Regions from separate parts of the Mus musculus genome. Here region 1 is linked to region 2. Evidence: chromatin contacts called from public promoter capture Hi-C data. All regions are on one chromosome and are shown on one strand. The core of a region is the stretch at or near the end of the contact, and the rest is flanking DNA. Distances in the headings are between cores, read along the strand shown. Region 1 holds the start of Lamp5 (lysosomal-associated membrane protein family, member 5). Region 2 overlaps Plcb1 (phospholipase C, beta 1).

Evidence for each region. Promoter capture Hi-C pulls out the DNA fragments that hold promoters and counts their contacts.
Region 1: a promoter capture Hi-C map of embryonic stem cells shows a contact between it and region 2, with 3 times the contacts expected there. The contact joins the promoter of Lamp5 here to the enhancer-like site in region 2. A contact is called at or near these places in 11 of 39 promoter capture datasets (the 3T3-L1 cell line, the HPC-7 cell line, embryonic stem cells and 6 more) and 2 of 9 other capture datasets (adipose tissue and macrophages).

What each region holds. Positions count from the first base shown.
Region 1 is chr2:136,055,704-136,061,887 of GRCm38.p6, forward strand. Lamp5 (lysosomal-associated membrane protein family, member 5) reads left to right here and starts at 2,045. Exons shown (of 6, transcript NM_029530.3): 1 at 2,045-2,673; 2 at 3,243-3,415; 3 at 3,792-3,923; 4 at 4,047-4,152; 5 at 5,135-5,323. The coding sequence starts at 2,610.
Region 2 is chr2:135,436,836-135,443,718 of GRCm38.p6, forward strand. All of the region lies in intron 31 of Plcb1 (phospholipase C, beta 1), which reads left to right. Among named protein-coding and RNA genes, the nearest start is that of Gm31993, 100 kb to the right of the region's middle. Within about 2 kb of position 3,091, at least 73 of the 459 cell types and tissues checked have an H3K27ac peak or open chromatin away from gene starts, as enhancers often do. A contact at or near this core is called in adipose tissue and embryonic stem cells, where this site is marked.

The DNA.
Region 1 (6,184 bases), core at 795-3,294, 620 kb after region 2:
GGAATGGAAAGGAATGGAAAGAAATAACTGTCAAAGAACTGCCATTATACAAATCATGGTGAACAGTTAAAATCATTGGTCAAGACTACTTCCCATCTACTGTTCTTATGAAAACCGACCATCATGAATGAATTTAGTTGATCTTTCATCATCTCATAAGGTTATGATATCTGCAATAATGCACCATGAAGGGAAGCACTATAGTCTTTGACAGGCAATTCTTCTGCTTCTATAATGCTATTGTTTATTTCACTATATTCAATACAAGTGGTTGGTACTCAGTTAAAGTTTATGGATGGCTTCATTCTGTATTTGATTTTGAATATTTTTAAATTCAGTGACTTAACTGACCTAACCACACATCCTTTAAATCAGTGGTTCTCAACCTGTGGGTCAGGACCCCTTTTAGGGTCAGATAATCCTTTCACAGGGATCACCTGACACAAACAGAAAACCCAGCTATTTATATTATGATTCATACCCGTGGCAAAATTACAGCCATGAAGAAACAACAAAAATAATTGTATAGTTGGGGGTCACCACAACGTGAGTAACTGTATTAAAGGGTCACAGTATTTAAAAAGGTTGAGAAACACTGCCTTAAATATTACAGCAATATTTTTAAATAAGAGAAATTACATCCTGCAGAAGGTTGTAATCCTACATCACACAGAGAGAGAGAGACACAGGTAGAAAGACACAAAGAGAGACAGACAGACAGACAGACAGACAGACAGACAGGAAGACAAATAAAAACAAGGATGAATGTGTTCTTGCTTTATAAGTCTTACAGTATCTCAGAAAAAATAAGTGTTTCATAATTGTTAACAGATGATATATGTTTTATATATGTAATAAGAATTGAAATTATATGAATAACAATTTGCCTCCATTTTGTATATATAATCACTTTCACAAGATTGTTGCCATTTTTGATGAAATTCCAAAATGCAGATATATATCAAAAGATATAGTGCTTCAGTATTAATTAATATAGTGCTACAAGTATTAATTGTAATACTTTACAATTTGAGTTGCTATTGATCTAATTTTTGATAGAAGGATTTTTTTGAAAAATTAAATACACAGAATTATATTGGCAATTTGAAGCAAATACTATGTTAGAGCATATCAGTTCTTAAATTGGCACTTTATAGATGTAAAAGTGTGAATTATTAATATTTTTAGGTTTCAGTTCATTTATCATTTAATAAAAAATTGTAGTGGCGGTCATAATATGCTAAGTTTTAGAATGAAAGTGTTATATAAAGAGAAATGATTACGATCCTTGTAAATGTAAAACACGTGATTTTTTTTCTATTTTAATTCAAACTGGCCATATGACTTTGGGAAGGTCATTGAATTTCTCAATGTCTCACTTTGGGGGAGGTATAACAATAACAATAACCTCTATTTTCATTTGCTCAGCTTCTAAAGTCATGGAGAGATTCAAACTGACAACATAGGTAAAATGCTTTGCAGTTTGTCCTTTAACACGACATTGGCTATGTCATTATGTTTAAGGCGATTATTATTTATTGACCTAGTGCAATATTCTCTAATAAAAGAAATATTTGGACATCATTACAATTAATTAGAGCACCATGACTATTCCCCCAAAAAAGGTTCATTCTGATTTATTAGAGCAAGAATTAAAAAGAAAAAAATCAGCGAACTACCAAAATGCAAATACAGGAATTATCTAGCGATGTTTGTCTTTCTGCTCCCCAGAAGCTTTAGCGTAATACCAGCCTGTTTTCATTACATAACTATAGGTCTTTACTTACACCATAGTTCTAAAATTTCTGTCCTATGAGACCCCAGATAACCCTGTCTGCTCCCAAGATTTAGGTTTATTTGCAACCCTCTTAACAGAGTGATCACAGCTTACTGCATGGGGCTAGCTCAGGCCACATGCCCTCAGAGATAGATCTCACTGGTCACTGGGTCCCAAAGGATATGCGGCATGGCCTGGACCCCCCCACCCCCTTTGAGGAGATATCATTTTAACCTTATACTCAGCAGCTCTTGAGTGGGTACAGATGTCTCTGAAAGCCGGAAACTGTTGCCATAGCATTTTCCTTCTCTGTTCCTGCCTACCTTCCTTCTCCAAAGAATGAACAATCTGAAACAAATCTATTGGTTTGTTTCAAGAGCAGAATTCGGAGCTCCGGTGGTGTTATATCTACAGTACATACTGGCTGTACCTGGTGGGAGGGTTTAGCAAGTCCGAGGGTGGCATTAAGTTTCCTAGGACAGAGTCATCTTTGCAGATACCATTGCAGAGCAGTATACAGACCCAGGGAGAAATTTCCTCCCCCACACCACCCCAATCCCATTGGCCTTCTAGACAAGCCAAATTACAAGTCCTGAAACACAACCTCGTTATTTCCAGAACTCTCAGCGTGGACAGCTCCTGCATCCTGGGTGCTTCCTCTGCAGTGTGCGGCGGGAGAGCCATAGCACCCAGTGCAGCACGCGACTATCCCGCGCGCTCCCTCCTCCCAGTCCGCCCCCTCCCTTAGCTCACTCTACCGGCCACTTTGAGGGATTTCCTCCCGGGGCGGCCTTTGCAGCAGAAACACATCTGCCTGGTTCGCGGCAACAGCATGGATCTCCGAGTAAGAACCCTTCTTGGTGGAGACAGACTTCGGATTCTCCTAATGTTCTTCCGTGAGTAGCGTCTGGGGACCAGGGGTACTGAATGCACTCTGCAGCAGAGAATCTAATACACCGAATAAAGCCCTCTGATTTCACTCTGTTGTACTAGGTCTTTATGCTTGTGGTTATTTGGGGCTGGTGAGTGTTATGACCCATCCATATCAGAGAACTCCCAGAGAGCCACACACCTGTATGGCATCTCCCAGACAGAGCGCTAGACACGCCGAACTCATGGCTGTGATGGTGGGGCATAGCACTGCCAAGAAAGATTTAGCTTTAACCGCGCTCCCTAAACCCCCAGGGTGTCTGTGTGTATGTGTGTATGTGTGTAAGTGTGTGTGTTAAAGCCTAGTCGTATTGCAAATAAGAATTTAATTTTATTTTAGCTTCTGTTTTCATTATAAATTATCAGCAGTAAATATGAGTTTGGTGGCGGTAGACTAGAGAAATGGCTTGCGGAGCACACTGCTTCGAGCAGGGAACTTTGCCTCTCCAAAGCCTGCAGAGAACCAGCTCAGGTGTCCTAAAGCAGAGGGCTAGTTGAGCCCGAGAGCAATGAAATTGCTTTCCTTGTTCCGCAGATGTAATGGTCCAAACCGTGGCAGAACAAGAAGTGGAAAATCTTTCGGGCCTTTCCACGAACCCCGAGAAAGACATATTTGTGGTGCGGGAAAATGGGACGACGTGTCTCATGGCAGAGTTTGCAGCCAAATTTATTGTACCTTATGATGTGTGGGCCAGCAATTATGTGGATGTAAGGAATCTTTTTCCTCCCCAGCTTGCTCCTAGGGGCGGCAGGGCCGAAGGGCACCCTCCCTCCAGGCCCTGCCAAGACCTCAGTCGCCCGCCTCTTCCCCCCCAAACCCCCCGCAGGCTGTTCCCGAATGCTGCATGGGGGTTCCGGCTTGCAACGCCTTCTGCTCGCCCTGCCTGCTTTAAAAGTAAACCCCCCTCTCTGCTCCCCTCCTGGAGGGGTGTGCACGTAAGAGTCTACCCGCATGTTCCTGGACCCCGGAGCGCGCGGGCACAGGAGCGCCCAAACCTGCAAGCTAGAGTTTGGACGCGCATCCCTTCCCGGTCCGCGCCAGGGCCCGGCGCGCTGAGGGGGCGCGGGGCGTGTGTGTTCCCAGCTGATCACAGAACAGGCTGAGATCTCCTTGACCCGGGGAGCTGAGGTGAAGGGCCACTGTGGCCACAACGAGTCGGAGCTGGAGGTGTTCTGGGTAGATCACGCCTACACACTCAGAATGCTCTTTGTAAAGGTAATTCGATGCGGGGAGGTAGAGGGATGGTGAAGTCCCGCATGGGTGTGCGCACAGTGGCCTCAGGGGTTGCCCATCTTAAAGCAATTAGAGGGGTTCACAGGACCCTCCCCATCTTGGCAGGAAAGTCACAACACTTCCAAAGGACCAGAGGCGACTTGGAATCTGAACAAGGTGCATTTTGTCTATGATTCCTCGGAGAAGACTCACTTTAAAGCCCCTGTGAAGGGTGAGTAGTTCAGGGGGTCACAGGAGCAAGAGCAAACCAGAAACACTCATCCTGTCTCTGGATCTTGGAAGCAACTCTGGGATTTTTGTTCTGAGGATAGGCAAACCTGGGACTGCTTGCTCTCCAGGGTCAAAGAGGCAGGAGAACCTCTGTGTGTTCTCAGGAAAGCCTAGATCAAAGATCCTTCAGACTCAAGCTGAAATATGAATTTTCTCTAGAAGAGGCTCCAATGAGTTTCGCTATTATGTTTTTTTTTTTCTGCATCGCAGATTGATCTGCTCTCCTGTATTAAATAAAACAAGCAAATCCTCAGAAATGCAAGCGGACACTGTGACAGGCTTGGGTGGCCTGCAGCTTCACCCTGTGCACAGGGGTGTAGCTCTGGAGTTTTAATTGCAACCACCACAGGGCAGGTTTTGTATCTTAATTCATTAGCGTTTCCTGCCCATTCTCACTCAGGCCTTCTAAAACCATCCCAGAGAGAACACCCAAAATACCCACACCTGAAATAACAATGTTCCTTCCTATCTGTGAGCATTATTAAAGACCAGAGATATATTTAAATGTATTTTTTAAAACAAAAGCAAAATTCACTGTGTCACTTGCAGAGAGACCTTCCATCACTTAGTCCCTGCGATTGATTCTAAAAGAACAGCAAACTTGAGCCAGAAGAAGAGAAAACATGGGATGGGAACCATGGAGACCTAGGTCATTGGTGTGTTTTTGGAACCACTGATGGAGGCCTTAGTCAAAGGGTCCTGTTTTCAGGCAGCACAGTGCTTCCACAATGGAATTCCAAACTAATATCTAATGAGATAGGCTCAGGGACAGTGAAGAACTTGGTCCTATCTTTCTTGGAGCTCCAGTCCTGGGATTGCAGCACCAATAGGAGGCATAGGTTCTGAGCTAAGCAGAGAGCTCTGCCTAAGTTAGCAGCAATGAGTATGCATCCATCCTAACTGCTGCCTTGCTTCTCCCGCAGTTAATAAGTACATCGCCAGCTCTCATCACCTCTCTGCCTTGGTCACCCCAGCTGGGATGTCCTATGAGTGTCAGGCTCAGCAGACCATTTCTCTGGCCTCCAGTGACCCTCAGAAGACTGTCACCATGATCCTGTCCGCAGTGCACATCCAGCCCTTTGATATCATCTCTGACTTTGTCTTCAGTGAAGGTAGGTTAGGCTGGCGGTAGGAAAGGGAAAGGAGGATTTAAAGAGGGCTGAAAAGAGGGGCTTACTGGCCTCCCTCCCGGGATGGTGTTACCTTTGTTTCTTCTCAGCAGTTTTCACAAGATGTAGACGTTATAAGGTTTCTGAAATACCCATCCCTGTCCCAACCCTTTGCCTCTTTATTCTCTTACTCACTTGTATAGGAGAAATTATTTAAAGGCAATTTGATATTCTGATTCTCATAGGCAGATTCTAATTTCTTTATTTGTACTTTCCATGGGGTTGGGGATTACCGAGCGAATGCAATGAATTATTTAACTGTTCAGATTGGAGGATCATCTGACGGACCTACCATTTCCCAAGCTATCCTGCTTTACCTCCACAAAGCTTGCTCTCACCTCTAACTGAGAGTCCACCATCCTTGAGTAATTTCTCCCAAAGCATTTGAGAATTCAGAAGGTAAAATTTCCCTGAAAAAAAAAAGGAGGGGCAGATTCTCTTGTGCAGCTCCTCCTTCTCATCTTCCTCCTCCTTCTCTCTTTCTTCTCTCTCCCCCTCTCACTCCCACTCACTCTCTCTTTCCTTCTATCTTTCTATGGTGCTCTTGGATGGAATTTTCAGTCCACCATGTTAATGCTTAGCCATGTGGGTTGCAGACCAGCTAATCAGCTTGGCACTGGTTATTTTCCTCTTGGCTTTATTAACATCTAACACAGCACTAGATTAAAACAGATGTTCAAGTAACGGACTAAACAGATGGGCTGATACTCAGGTGACAGAGATGTACATATGTGTGTATATTAGAAGTGGGACTTAAGCTCTAGGGGACAAAATCCCAGTTTTAAATATTCACTTATTTTTTTA
Region 2 (6,883 bases), core at 1,841-4,340:
AGAAATCCGCCTGCCTCTGCCTCCCGAGTGCTGGGATTAAAGGCGTGTGCCACCTTGCCTGACTCCTTGCTTCTTTTGAAGTACAAGAAGACCACACTTAGTCTATGTTCCTACCACTTCCCTGTAAAGGGGCTCATATCCACCATTTGTCCACAGTTACCCTGTTCCCATGGTCTCTGGCTGTGAACTCCATTACCATTTGACTCGAATTTCTCACCTGGTTTCTTTCGGCATGTTTAATCACTGTTACTATCCTGCATTTTAAAGATCCTTAGGGTTATGATTTATGCATTTGCTTATATAAACCTTTCTTCAGTGGGCCACACTAAGACACAAGTAGTCATTTCTTCAGGATCTATAATAGGCTGCAAAACAACCCAGAGTGATCATCCCAACTTGGGTCCCTAAGAGCCTTATTCTGGATGGCAGTGGGATGCTCTTTGCCTAGCAAGTCAATATGACTCCAGTCCACAGTGCCTTAGATTTTAAGTTGATGGGAATTCCAGGGCTATGTAGGTTCACACCCTGATAGTTTGCCTTCATCACCAGAGTTAATGCTACCCACCAGATGTTACAGCCCTGGGCATCCATCCTCGTTCACCATCCTTTATGCTTTCTGCTTCTTTGCTGCTTCTTACTCATTCTGTCATCTCATTCATATTGAGGTTATGAAGTGTCACTACTAAATTCTGGCTAATGTCATTAGTGAAAATCTTCTGATTAGGTCTCCCAAAAGCAGCAAGATCAATCATTTCTGAGCCCTTAATTATAGACCTTGAAAGAAATCTCCCTGTTGAGCCAAGTATAGTGGTTATCTCCTATAATCCTAACTCTTGGAAGACAGGAAAACCAGGAATTCATGTTTAGCCTCAGCTATATAGAGATTTGAAGCCAGCTTGAACTGCTTGAGACATTATCTCAAAAATAGGAGTAATAAATTAATTAATTAAAAAAGAAATTCTCATTATTACAAAGAGCTCCTCTTTATCAATAATAAAGCAATCCTCCAAGACAGTGCTAAGGAAAGCCAGTTAACTGTATGCAGTGTGAGTCTAACACTGGCCATGCTCAGTGACATTATCTCTCTGGGTCTGACTTGAGGACCCCATCCCAGGAAGTAGTACAGAACTGGCCATATGCTGGTGTTCTCCGGCTAAGTTTGCAGTCCTGGGAAATATGTTCTTACCACTTCCTTGTCATCAGTAGAGGGTTAGTCACATAAGAAATGTGTGAGCAGGCACCCCAGTGTGCCCCTTCTAGGATAGATGAGTTGGGTGAGAGAAGTAGCACTTTCACATCCAAAGGCATGAAAGTTCCAGTAATCATCAGACATCTGCAAGCACCGTGTGAGCTCTGATTTCATTTCTCTCTACACACTGTTCCTGTTCTACTATAATAACAGTCATTCCTGCCTCCCCAGGGCTACCTACTGTAATGGTATCAGAAACACAGTAAACAGAAAATCGCATCCATCCAGCCCTGGGGAGCCCAGGAATGATAGAAGTGAGCTTTTATCACTTCCATCGTCTGGTGGTCAGAAGTTTCACTGTGTCAGTCTACAAGATAATAGTTCCTAGAACCGATGGGATGCTGAGAGCCAGGGAGGTCACCTACATTTTGAATGTAAATACTCCAGTAATAAGTCCCTCTAAGGATAATAGGAAAAACATGTATTTGAAAACTTCTCAAGAACTCATACTATACCACACCACACACACACCACACCATATACACCACACATATACCAAACACATACACCAAACACACATACCACACATATACACACACAAAACAAACATAACAAACACACATACCACATACACACACACACACACACACACACACACACACATACACACATACACACACACACACACATTTCATTCAGGCAATGATGGGGATCCAACAGTCCATTCAACACTAATTTGTTACAGTTAGAATAAGTGGGTCTACATGTCATAACCTGGGTTAAACACTATTTAGTGAGTGGTTTCCCCCTGCCCGATATGACCAAGAGCCATAATTGAGTAGAAGTATAGAATGTACAGCCTCGCCAGGGCAACAAAGTAAGCCAAACAATGCAGGGTGGCTATGTCTGTAGTAATGGTAGTGGAGTTGTTGATACTCTCTAGCAGAGAAAGCTGTAGAGGTCTCCCATAAGACCCTTGCCTGCAACTCTACCTGTTAACTCCTGCTGTCACCAGCTGTGTGGTCTTAGGTGAGAGCTAAAGTACACAGTAGATGAACTGTTTTGAAAGGACTAGTCCATAGTGCACTTCCTTGACACCCGTGCTGGTGCGGGGTTTTCAGTGATGTGCAGCAGGTGAGCTGTGCACATTCTTGTAAAAAAAAAAAAAAAAAAAAAAAAAAAAAAAAAAAAAAGGCCTTTGCGCACAGTCCTAAAGAGTAACCTCCATGAACTCATTGGCTCACCAAGCAGGACTTTGGTAGAATCATTCCTCTAGTGTGTCAATGTCCTGTGTGAGGTGAGTAGACACTTGATAACATCTCCCCCAGGAAGTAGCTCAGGACTCTAAGGCTAGAGATGCTGAACCAGGAAAGATCTCTCAAATCCAGAGTTTAAGATCAGCCTGGCCAACATAGTGAGACCTCGTTTCCAATAAGACGGGATAGGAAGGACCCAAAGAGCAACTCCAACTTGAGAAACTATGAAAACATATGCCTATTAAGGATTTTCAAAAACAGTGTAGGGAAGAGGAAAGATAAAGCCTGTTTCTCTGACTGAATCTAAACATGTATTGGCCAGGAGTACAAAGCATGAGAAATAGTTCAATACATTATTTCCCCACTAGAGGGCAAAAATGACTCCACTATGCCAGGCTTTTCAGGATCCACAGTCAAAATGATTAATCATGGGGAGGCCAAAACAAGAAGCCTGAGAGAAAAAGAAAACAAGAACGAACGAACGGATGAGCATGCAAATGCAAAATCAACACGTTTGAACTTGAACTTTCCAGGACAGGGTGAGTTGTGGAAAAGGTCCTCTTCCAAACACTCTTCCCATTCTCCCTTTCACTTCCCAGGTTTTCTAATCCTCATTCTGCAATCCTCACTGGCACTCACTGGTGCGGGACCAGATCAGATAGATCTAGTGGGTGGGACTTTTCTCAGCACAGCAGGAGTCTTGGTGATTAGAAAGGCAAAGACTCTTATAAAATGGTCACAGCTCCAGTGGCCCTGTGCCAGCTGCAGGGGCTCCCTGACTTTTTCCCCTCGAGGAATCTTCCAGTAAAGCTGCAGCATTTACTGAAATAAAAGTACTGGTGGGTGAGGTGGCTCTTGGTAACATCTCTTTTCTCTCCCTGCTCTACCATGGCTCAGCCCCTTCCAGCCTCCCCAAGACTTAACCAAGATTACAGAAAGATTCCAGACCAGAAATGTGTTGTGTTTGGGAGAGGGAGGAGAAGAGGGAAATTCATGATGAAGCCTCGTTGCCTTTAAACTATTTATAATAAATTTCCACTAGAAAAGAGCCTTTGGCAGACAATCATTTTCTTCTGCTGCAGCATGACCAAATACAGTAAGTATTCAAAATGAAAAACTGAAAGGCAAGAAGAGGAGCCTACAGCTGGGGCAGGCTGTTTTCAGATCTCACACTAGTAGATGAGAGGAAACCAGGAGGGGAGCCCCACCTCAGCCCCAGTATCTCCCATTTTGCTGCTCTGAAGGGCTAGGAAGCCTTCTCCATTAGACAAGCCTCCTTCGTGCTTCACCTTAATTTTCCTCGCATAATTTTAAATACAGATCATGTCTACAGCGCAGCAATTAATGGATAGCCTAAAGACTTATTATTTCCAACTAATTGATATGTAGGAAAAGTTTAAATAACATAACAGGGATAGGGAAAATTTGAAATGATGTGTGCTCAGTGCATTTAGAGTTTGTTGGAGGTAGCGAAAAACACCTGAAGGAAAAGGGATGTGACCTAATGGAGAATTGATACAGGAATCTCCCTTTAATGTTTGTGAGCATATGGATGGAGAAGTGGCTCAAATATCACAAAATGGAGTTAAGATGTTGACAGGTTCTCTCCCACTCACCCCCGACCCCTGTTCTAAGATGCCTTACCAGAGAAATGGGGTTGAGACTGTATTTTGAACAATGTTGTTGGTAAGGAGGTAGAAATAAGAAAAAGAGGCCAGCATTTCCATCCTAATTTTTTGTTCTCCCTTGACACCAGCTGGAGGTGGAAGTCTCCAAGGTCAAGTTGACTTAGCTGCCATAGACCCTACCCCAAACGACCACCACCTCCATGTCCAAGGTCCCAGCAAAATAATGCAATGCATCACATTCCTGGCAAGTGTAGAATCTGCCACATGGACTAGTGACTTTTCAAAATTCACTAGTTCTATTTTTCTGCTTCTTTGGTTTTGTTTTGGTGGCAGTCTCCTGCCCACATGTAGCTCAGACTGACTTCAACTTCTCAATGGAATTGAGAGTGACCTTCCTTCCTCCTCTCTCATTCTCCACCCTTACCTCCTGAGGTCAGGTGATAGGCCTGCCCCACCACACCCAGTTCTAACTCTGAACTGCATGTAGTAGGTAGCCCTATGCTACATTTTAAGAATTGGAAAACATTCTTTGTTTACAACTTTCCCTTCTTGATGTCTCATGAAAGATCCTATTAGTATATTTCTAATATATTATTTTCCTGTAAAAATTTACAACACAAATCTCTCCTCTCTCCTCCCCTCCCCTCCCCTCCCCTCCCCTCCCTTCTCCTCTCCTCTCCTCTCCTCTCCTCCCCTCCCCTCCCCTCCCCTCCCTTCCCTTCTCCTCTCCACTCCTCTCCTCTCCTCCTCTCCTCTCCTCTCCTCTCCTCTCCTCTCCTCTCCTCTCCTCTCCTCTCCTCTCCTCTCCTCTCCTCTCCTCTCCTCTCCCTTTCTTCTCCTTTCTGTCTTTTTCCACTTTCAACCTTCCAAGGTTACCAGGAATTTGAATCTTGTTTGTACAATTTTTATACTTTTTAAGTTCACATAGGTTTTCTATATCACATGTACATGTCTTTCTATAACATTATATAGTTTGGGATATTGAGTTTTAAGGTGTGTGTGTGTGTGTGTGTGTGTGTGTGTATGTATGTGTGTGTGTGTGTGTGTGTGTGTTGCTTCAGTTGAATCAAATGGCATCCTATAACATTAGAAGTACTGTACTAAAGTATGATAGTGTATAGTAAAGTATACTGATAGATATTATATATAACCTTTACACAATTTTCACTTTGAAATGTGCACATATACTCTTCAAAGCCATTCTAGAGCTTTTGGAGTTGCAGTAGTTACAATAGCCCCAAACTAGGACTAGCACAATGGCTATCACCTGTTCCAGGCTGAGATAAAATGTGACTGGTTCATACAACTGAATATAGTCTACCAATAAGAATGTATAAGCCACAGTGGCACACAACAAAATGTGGCCAAATTACAATATTACACTGTTGATATGATGTTTCCTTTCTTGGTATGTGGGTGCTGATTAAATGGACATGTTGACTTGTCAGACAACACTCGTGATCTGTGGAGATGCTGCATCTGTTAGTTGTTGTAGCTAAATAACAAATAGCATTTCAAACAATGGCATAAAGTCAGAAATGTACAGTTTTTCATGAGTTGGTGATATAGAAAAATCTGGTCTTAGGGCTTCTTGTTGGTGTATATAGCCTAGCCCCTCCTTCCTATTATAGCAGGCTGTACAAGGCTCCAAAATGGCCTTCTTTGCAACAGCTTGGTTTTGTTTTCTTTTGTTTTGTTTTATTTGTTTTTTTTTTTTTTTTTTTTCATTTTTTTTTATTAGGTATTTAGCTCATTTACATTTCCAATGCTATACCAAAAGTCCCCCTTACCCACCCACCCCCACTCCCCTACCCACCCACTCCCCCCCTTTGGCCCTGGCGTTCCCCTGTACCGGGGCACACAAAGTCTGCGTGTCCAATGGGCCTCTCTTTCCAGTGATGGCCGACTAGGCCATCTTTTGATACATATGCAGCTAGAGTCAAGAGCTCAGGGGTACTGGTTAGTTCATAATGTTGTTCCACCTATAGGGTTGAAGTTCCCTTTAGCTCCTTGGGTACTTTCTCTAGCTCCTCCATTGGGAGCCCTGTGATCCATCCATTAGCTGACTGTGAGCATCCACTTCTGTGTTTGCTAGGCCCCGGCATAGTCTCACAAGAGACAGCTACATCTGGGTCCTTTCAGTAAAATCTTGCTAGTGTATGCAATGGTGTCAGCATATGGAAGCTGATTATGGGGTGGATCCCTGGATATGGCAGTCTCTACATGGTCCATCCTTTCATCTCAGCTCCATACTTTGTTTCTGTAACTCCTTCCATGGGTGTTTTGTTCCCACTTCTAAGGAGGGGCATAGTGTCCACACTTCAGTCTTCATTTTTCTTGAGTTTCATGTGTTTAGGAAATTGTATCTTATATCGTGGGTATCCTAGGTTTTGGGCTAGTATCCACTTATCAGTGAGTACATATTGTGTGAGTTCCTTTGTGATTGTGTTACCTCACTCAGGATGATGCTCTCCAGGTCCATCCATTTGGCTAGGAATTTCATAAATTCATTCTTTTTAATAGCTGAGTAGTACTCCATTGTGTAGATGTACCACATTTTCTGTATCCATTCCTCTGTTGAGGGGCATCTGGGTTCTTTCCAGTTTCTGGCTATTATAAATAAGGCTGCTATGAACATAGTGGAGCATGTGTCCTTCTTACCAGTTGGGGCTTCTTCTGGATATATGCCCAGGAGAGGTATTGCTGGATCCTCCGGTAGTACTATGTCCAATTTTCTGAGGAACCGCCAGACTGATTTCCAGAGTGGTTGTACAAGCCTGCAATCCCACCAACAATGGAGGAGTGTTCCT